2 separate regions of the Rattus norvegicus genome follow, and region 1 is linked to region 2. Evidence: chromatin contacts called from public Hi-C data. All regions are on one chromosome and are shown on one strand. The core of a region is the stretch at or near the end of the contact, and the rest is flanking DNA. Distances in the headings are between cores, read along the strand shown.

Region 1 (3,396 bases), core at 92-2,591, 510 kb before region 2:
CAGGAACCCAGTCCTGGAACGGGCAATGCAATGGCTTGTTGAGATGCTTTGGTGAGTCCCTGGGATCTCGGTCAGCCCCTCTCAAGCTATTCTGTGCTGTGCTTGCCGTTGTTATGAAGGCCATACAATACTTGGCACCAAGTTGACAAGATTCTCCCTTGATCTGTTATGGGTATCTGAAGCCCATGATGCTATCTGCTCAAGAGCCTGTGCCCATAGCAGTCATTAGGCCAGGAGCAGAGTTTTAAAAAGAAACTACTCAGGGTTGGGGATTTAACTCAGTGGTAGAGCGCTTGCCTAGCAAGCGCAAGGCCCTGGGTTCGGTCCTCAGCTCCGGAAAAAACAAACAAACAAACAAACAAAAAACAAAAAACAAAAACAAAACAAAACCAAAACAAATAAAAGGAAACTACTCAAATCTGAGAATCGATTGAATGACAAGGGGTATAATGAAGTGACTGTTCTGGACAGGGTGATGCTCACATGTGACCATAGCTCTCTCAAGGCTGAGGAAAGTTCAAAGCCCACGTGAACTATATAATGAGACCTTACTTCCCTCCGCACTTAAAAACAACAAGTGTGTGGGGGAGAGAATGAGGAAGAGGAGGGAAAGGGAAAAGGTGGAGCAGAGGGAAGGGGAGGTGAGGAGAGGGGGTTGATTCACTGTAAATCTACTTCAGAGGCTAAGGGAAAGCACGTGATCCGGTCAAAGGGCATGAATTTTCAGTTACATTCACCGACACTAGAGGGCGACTGTTGACCAGATTATCGCACAGATGTGAAGGCAAAGGCTGCGTGTTTTGGTTTTTTGTTTTATTGTGTGGGTTTTTTTGTTTTGTTTGTTTGTTTGTTTTGTTTTGTTTTAAACAAAGCTGTTCTTCTTCCCTTCCCAGCATGTATGTGACAGTCCAGGTTCACACGAGGCAGTCCTAGCTCGAGGCAGTGAGCAGCTAGTAAGATCACATCTGAGGAAGCTCTCGGAGTGCTCCCAGCAGCTATGGGCCACACAGTTCTGATCTACTCGAGCGTCTCTCCAAATGATGGCTCAGTATTAACAGAAAAAGATACACGCCAAGTGTTCTTGTATTCTTAGGGGACTTGGAAAGATTACTGAAATGAATTGGGTGCAGTTTGGCCACTAGGGGACAGCACGCGGTCACCATTGCTTGTGGCTAGTTAGTTGGACGGGGTTGGGGTGGGGTTGGGGGTTGGCTGGTAAACTATGGGGAAAGACAGGAGACTCCACCTCTGACTCACAAAGGGCTTTGGCTTCAGACCGTGTTTCCTCACAGTGTTGGTTTTGCTTCTCACTTCAGTCCCAGGAAACTGGAGGGTGGGGCAGGAGTTATTGCCCCACTCCGGGGGCCAAGGATTGGAGAATTACCCTGGGAGGGTTAGTGCTATATGAGGTCACAGAGTGGCAGAGGCGGAGCCCACCAGGATCCTGGCTGCTCCTGGAAAACTCCTCTCTCAGAGCCTTGGATAAGCCGGGTTCTGTGAGGTAGGTGAGCGCAGAAACCAGGCAGACAGCGGTAGTTTTTATAATGTCGCCCAGCTCAGTCCTTCCTTGCACACCGGCAAGCCGTAGCTTCAAGGGCTCCACGGCTTAGCTCTACCCTTTACACTTCACCGGAGGAGACTGTGTTCTAGACTCAGACCCAGATCCCCCTCACTCTGCCTCCCTCGGGGCCAAGCACGTCCTTGTCCTTGTTCACGCTTTCTCTGACCCTGTGCAGGTGGGAGATTCGCTTAGTTCCCTCCCTCAGGAACCGAGCACAAAGGGGGCAGCTCACTTAGCTGACCAGACAGGGAGGAATATGTGTTGCACAGGCCGAGTGATCAGGAAAGGCGATTGATTTACGAAGAAGAAAAGGCCAGAAAACAAACAAAACACAGGCACTAAATGGGGAAGCAATTCTCTGCTCCCTGAAAGGAAGATCCAGGGTACTGCCCCAAAGAGTGTAGCCGCCACCTCTGGAACAATAGGTCTGCGCTGTGTGTGTGTGTGTGTGTGTGTGTGTGTGTGTGTGTGTGTGTGTGTGTGTGTGTGCCTCTTCCCCCAATTTTCCCTCTCCTCTTCGGAGTGTCATCTCCCCCACCCCCACCCCTTCTCTCTCAGCTGCACACACACCCAGGAGATAGGAAAACCAGCAAGAAGGGCAAAATCCTTGCCGGAGTCTGGACACTATGAGACGCTATCTTACCACACAGATACTAGTGTTTAATTTCTTTCTGAGAAAGTGAAGGGGATGTTAAACCTACACGAAAAATGAAAGTAGTATTGTTTATTTCCTTAGGGGGTACATAACTGTCATCTAACTCTGACGTGTGTACAGCAAGAAGCAGCCTAGGCTAGTTTGTTTTGATTTTTTTTTCAACTTGAACACTACAGAATACTTAGAGATGTTTTAATATTTTAAAAGATTTATTTATTTTATATATAAGTACACTGTAGCTGTCTTCAGACACACCAGAAGAGGGCATCAGATCTCATTACAGATGGTTGTGAGCCACCCTGTGGTTGCTAGGATTTGAACTCAGGACCTCTGGAAGAACGGTCAGTGCTCTTAACCACTGAGTCATCTCTCCAGCCCTTGAGTTTCTAGATAAAAAATGTGTGCGTGTTTTGTGCGCATATACGGCTGTGCACCACATGTTTGCAGTCCCTTGGAGGCCAAAAGATATCAGAACCCTTGAAACTGGAGTTATAGATGGCTGTGAGCTACCATGAGGGTGCTGGGAACCATTGAACTATTTCTCCAGACCCATTTCATTATTATTATTTTTTTTAAAAGAAGGAGTCAAAAAAGTTGTGGGAGGAAGGAGTTGGTGGCAAAGCAGAGCCAGGCCTGAGGCAGGTGGAGGAGCTTCAGCAAGAGGCCTAGGAAGGTGAGCCAGGTAGATGGCATCCTAAACACTGCCAATCATCCTCAAGGGTCAGAGGTGACAGCCACCGATGGGCACTACCCCTGCTCAGGGTCACGCCGAATGACCTAGGGCTGGTCTGACCAAGCAGGCCCAGCTGTGGGAGGAACTGTCAGAAGGGATACCTGACAGGAGACACAGTTCAGTTCCCCGCCTCCAGCACCACCCTCAGGGGACTGTTGGGTGCAGTTCAAGATTGGGAGAAGAGGAACTAAGAAACTAGATCATGAAAAAGAAAGGAGCCCTTGGCAGACGGCCTGGCATTCCTGAGGCTGTGTTCTGCACCTTCCTGTGAGGGCAGTCAGGCAGGCCCTGATCCAGCTTTCTGCAGCTGAGTCAGCTTCGAACTGAGGCCTCAGACTCAGAGGGTGACAGCCTCCAGAATTAAAGGGGGATTTGAAGATGATTTTGGACTCCTTGTACTGGCACTGGAAAGAACCTGGGAGGAGTTTGTCAAATCTCAGCAAGGGT
Region 2 (3,520 bases), core at 660-3,159:
AAAATGAAACTATTTTCTCAGAACAGCAACAACAAACCAAAGGAAACAAAGCAACAACAACAAAACCCCAAAAGCCAGGGAGGCTGTATGCTCGCCGCTCACGTGTTTCTCTTCAGTGGCAGCTGGAGAGCAGAGATGGGAAATCAAAACCAAAACCTTTCATGTGGTTGGCTCAATCTGGGCAGGGCAAATGGGACACCTGTGAGTAACAGAAAAGGAAGTCTCTTCGGGGAATGGAAGATAAGTCACCCAGGGGCAGGGCAGCAAAACCAGCCTGGAAGGAAATGACACATACCAGCGAAGGCTTGCGATTTGAAGTTGGAGTACCGGGAATCAGAATCGTCAAGAATTAGATTCAGGGGGCTGGGGATTTAGCTCAGTGGTTAGAGCGCTTACCTAGGAAGCGCAAGGCCCTGTGTTCGGTCCCCAGCTCCGAAAAAAAGAACCAAAAAAAAAAAAAAAAAAAAAAAAAAGAATTAGATTCAGGAGAGACAAACTGTATTTCAATCACTTATGTCTTTAAGAAGATTCCTCTTTAAGAATAAGAAGTTTAGGGAGACTTCCTGTGAAGGTCAAATCCTAAGAAACTTCCTAGTGAGAGTTTATTTTAAACATGGAGCTAGGAAGTGGATCTTCTGGAGATCATAGTCTGGGCACCCCTCCTTCCTATCCCAAAACCTACCTACAATTGTTTTTGTTTACCCATATTGGGCTGTTTTTGAATTCTAACTTTAAAAAAATGAATGTTCGCTCTTGCTCTTGCCTTCCTGCCCCTGCTGTGTTCTCCCATTCCCCTCCCCCCTCTCCTTCCATGTGCCCATGGCCAGCCTCTACTCCTCTACTCTTTCTCTCTCTGCCTCTATCACCCTAACTCACCTCCCCATTCCCTGAAAAACAAACAAACTAAAAAACCAAACAAAAAAAACCCTCTGTTCTATACTAAAATAAAAAAAGAAATGGATGTTCAAAATAATTCTAATTTCTAGTTGAGTAGCAGTGGCCTCTGTGCATCCAAGAGAGCCCAGGCTGGGTGTGCCCCCAAATCCTGTTATCACAAGCTCTGGGAGATCCCTTAGGGGCTCCCACTTGCCTGTGGTATCTCTTCTTAGTGTGGGTAGTTTTGGGGGTTGGGGTGATTGGACATTTAAAAAGATCTGGTTTTGTATGTTTCAAGGCAGAGGTGGGAATATTGTAGAATCTCCTAGCCAATTCTGAAGCACTGGTCTTTAACTCCTCCCACCTCTAAGCTGGTGCCAGTCACTTCTCATGTTGCTATGGAATTGAAAGTATGCGGTTAATTCCCTCCACTGTGAACTTCTCCAGGGCAGGGGCCAAGCCTAGTCATTACTGCATATCTGGTTCATCACAATGAATAACACGAAGTTGGTGTCTAATAAATATTTATTGAATAAATAAAAGCTCAGATGGTTGGAATGATCCTCACTTCTAACATGAGAAAGAATCTGTTATTTTATAAGGCATAGCTTAGATAAAATCTCTCCTTTCCCTCGTGTCTTATTCATTCTTTTGACCCTTTTGGCTCAGGGTATCTTCGGCTCTAACTACTAGCAACCCCGACAGAAGACTGGTCTAGCAAACTGGACCACCAGTGGTGTCTCCCTCGGCGCTTGAAATGAGTCTCCCAGGGAATGAGCCAAGAGACCTCCAACTAAAGACCAGCTGCACAGTTTGGGAAGTGGAGTGGACACAGCAGATTTGTCGCTTGCACATCCGAGCCATGTGAAGTCTTTAAACGAGGGTACTCCCAGCTCCCACAGGCCCAGTGAGCCAAACTGTGTGAGCCAGCTGCTTTCACTTTGCTGAGAGGAAACTGCTTTTCAGTGTTCCAGTGTACTTACTTGGCCAGATTTCCCCTGGGATGGTAATGAGGACAGTGAACGTTGGCTGTTCACAAACCCTACTTATAAATGAGCGATTCTAAACTCTAGCCTCCAGGGCCAGACAGTCTGAGTGAAGCCTGCTGGGGAAGTCGGCAGGGATAGCTGTCCTCTGGGGCTAGAAACTGCAGCTAAAGCAGGAATCTGCGCCCAGTGTTGCCAGGCCTGGTTTTTCAAGGGATGCCAGACACGCAGATTATATGGGCATTTCCCCGATTAAGCAAAACAAAACAGATCCAACTGAGCAGGCAGATGGAGCCCTAAACCGTTAGGTTTTTTGAAGTCTGCAGTTCAATCAGGTGAAGGAGCCTGGAAGGAGCCTGTCACCCTGTGACTGGCAACAGAACATTCCCATCCCTGTACCCCACACCACGGCTCTCTGAAATGAACCTTTATTCATTTTTTTGGTTGATTTTATTTTGTTGTTTTGTTTTTGTGTTGGCTTTATCCTTAGCTAGAAATTTTGAAAATTTTATGAGAACAAGGACCACATAAAGGTGAAGTAGTTGGTGCACATGTGGAAGTGAACGAGTAGCATTTGCATCCTAATGCCCTTGCAGGCAGCCTGACTCTGTTCTAAATGCTAACATCTGTATGCATGTGACTATGGGTGGGAGCTTATGGACATAAACATGCATGAATGTTTATTTTTTAATCACTGATGATTAGTATCTGCTTTAAGAATATATTTTTGTCCTAGATTGGGTTTGAGTTTTGTATTTTTTTCCCTTCATCATAACCATGGGATAGAAAGCATCCTGTGCCCGGGGTTGCTTTGTTTTGAGTGTGGGGAAATGGGAATCCATTTCAGGCTTTGATCCCTGGACCAGAATATTTTCTGCCTCACACTGAGGTCACAGACAGGACATGGGAATAGAGCACATGCAGAGATCCTGCACCGGCCCACGCAAAGGCCATCTTTCAGGGTTTCTGGCATGACTGCTTTATACATACATTATATATATATTATATATATCATATATATATCATATATTATATTAAAAACTAGACAATACCATTTCTGCTCTGTTGTGTGTCTTGGTGCATGGAGAAGCTGGAGAATTATGCTGCAAAGTTGAACTATTAGTAATTTTGATGTGATTAAAGTGGAATTCCTTTTCTCAAAATTTCTGTGAATAGTGATTAAGTTTAATGTCTATGAAATACCTGGAAGAGGGACTAGAAAAAATGGCTCAGTGGGTTCTGAGCACTTACTGCTCTTAGAGAGGACCAAGAGTTTGGTTCCCAGCATCCAAGTTGGCCACTTACAACTGCCTGTAACTCCAGCTTCAGGGGATCTGACACCCTTTTGTAGCCTCCAGGGACACAGACAAACAGACAGACAGACATAATAAATGACCACTGGAAAAGTACCCTTCTAGAAATCAGAAAAGAACTCAAAAGCTAGTACCTAGTATTACTATCACCTTATACTATTAAGTCAATAGTATACTATTACTTCAAACTACATTTATGATTTAAATATTGATACTATGAGCAAGGCTTGGGCTCAGCAGTGTCAGCATTCCCTGTATGCCTCTTTGAAATGTGGGGACTCAAAGCTGCCCTAGATGTGCTGCATACTGTATTACAGTACCCCTGGTTCTGCACACACCTTGCCA

What was found. Hi-C and Micro-C count contacts between places; a contact is called where the count stands out from the background.
Region 1: a contact with region 2 is called in a Hi-C map of the Rat2 cell line, with 3 times the contacts expected there. The contact joins two enhancer-like sites. A contact is called at or near these places in 2 of 12 Hi-C or Micro-C datasets (the Rat2 cell line and psoas muscle).

Annotation. Positions count from the first base shown.
Region 1 is chr2:152,477,551-152,480,946 of GRCr8, reverse strand. No RefSeq gene overlaps it. Among named protein-coding and RNA genes, the nearest start is that of Ccnl1, 28 kb to the left of the region's middle. Within about 2 kb of position 1,341, at least 60 of the 93 cell types and tissues checked have an H3K27ac peak or open chromatin away from gene starts, as enhancers often do.
Region 2 is chr2:151,969,795-151,973,314 of GRCr8, reverse strand. LOC102554278 (a long non-coding RNA gene) reads left to right here. Exons shown (of 4, transcript XR_005500996.2): 4 at 1,546-3,520. Among named protein-coding and RNA genes, the nearest start is that of Ssr3, 36 kb to the right of the region's middle. Within about 2 kb of position 1,909, at least 65 of the 93 cell types and tissues checked have an H3K27ac peak or open chromatin away from gene starts, as enhancers often do.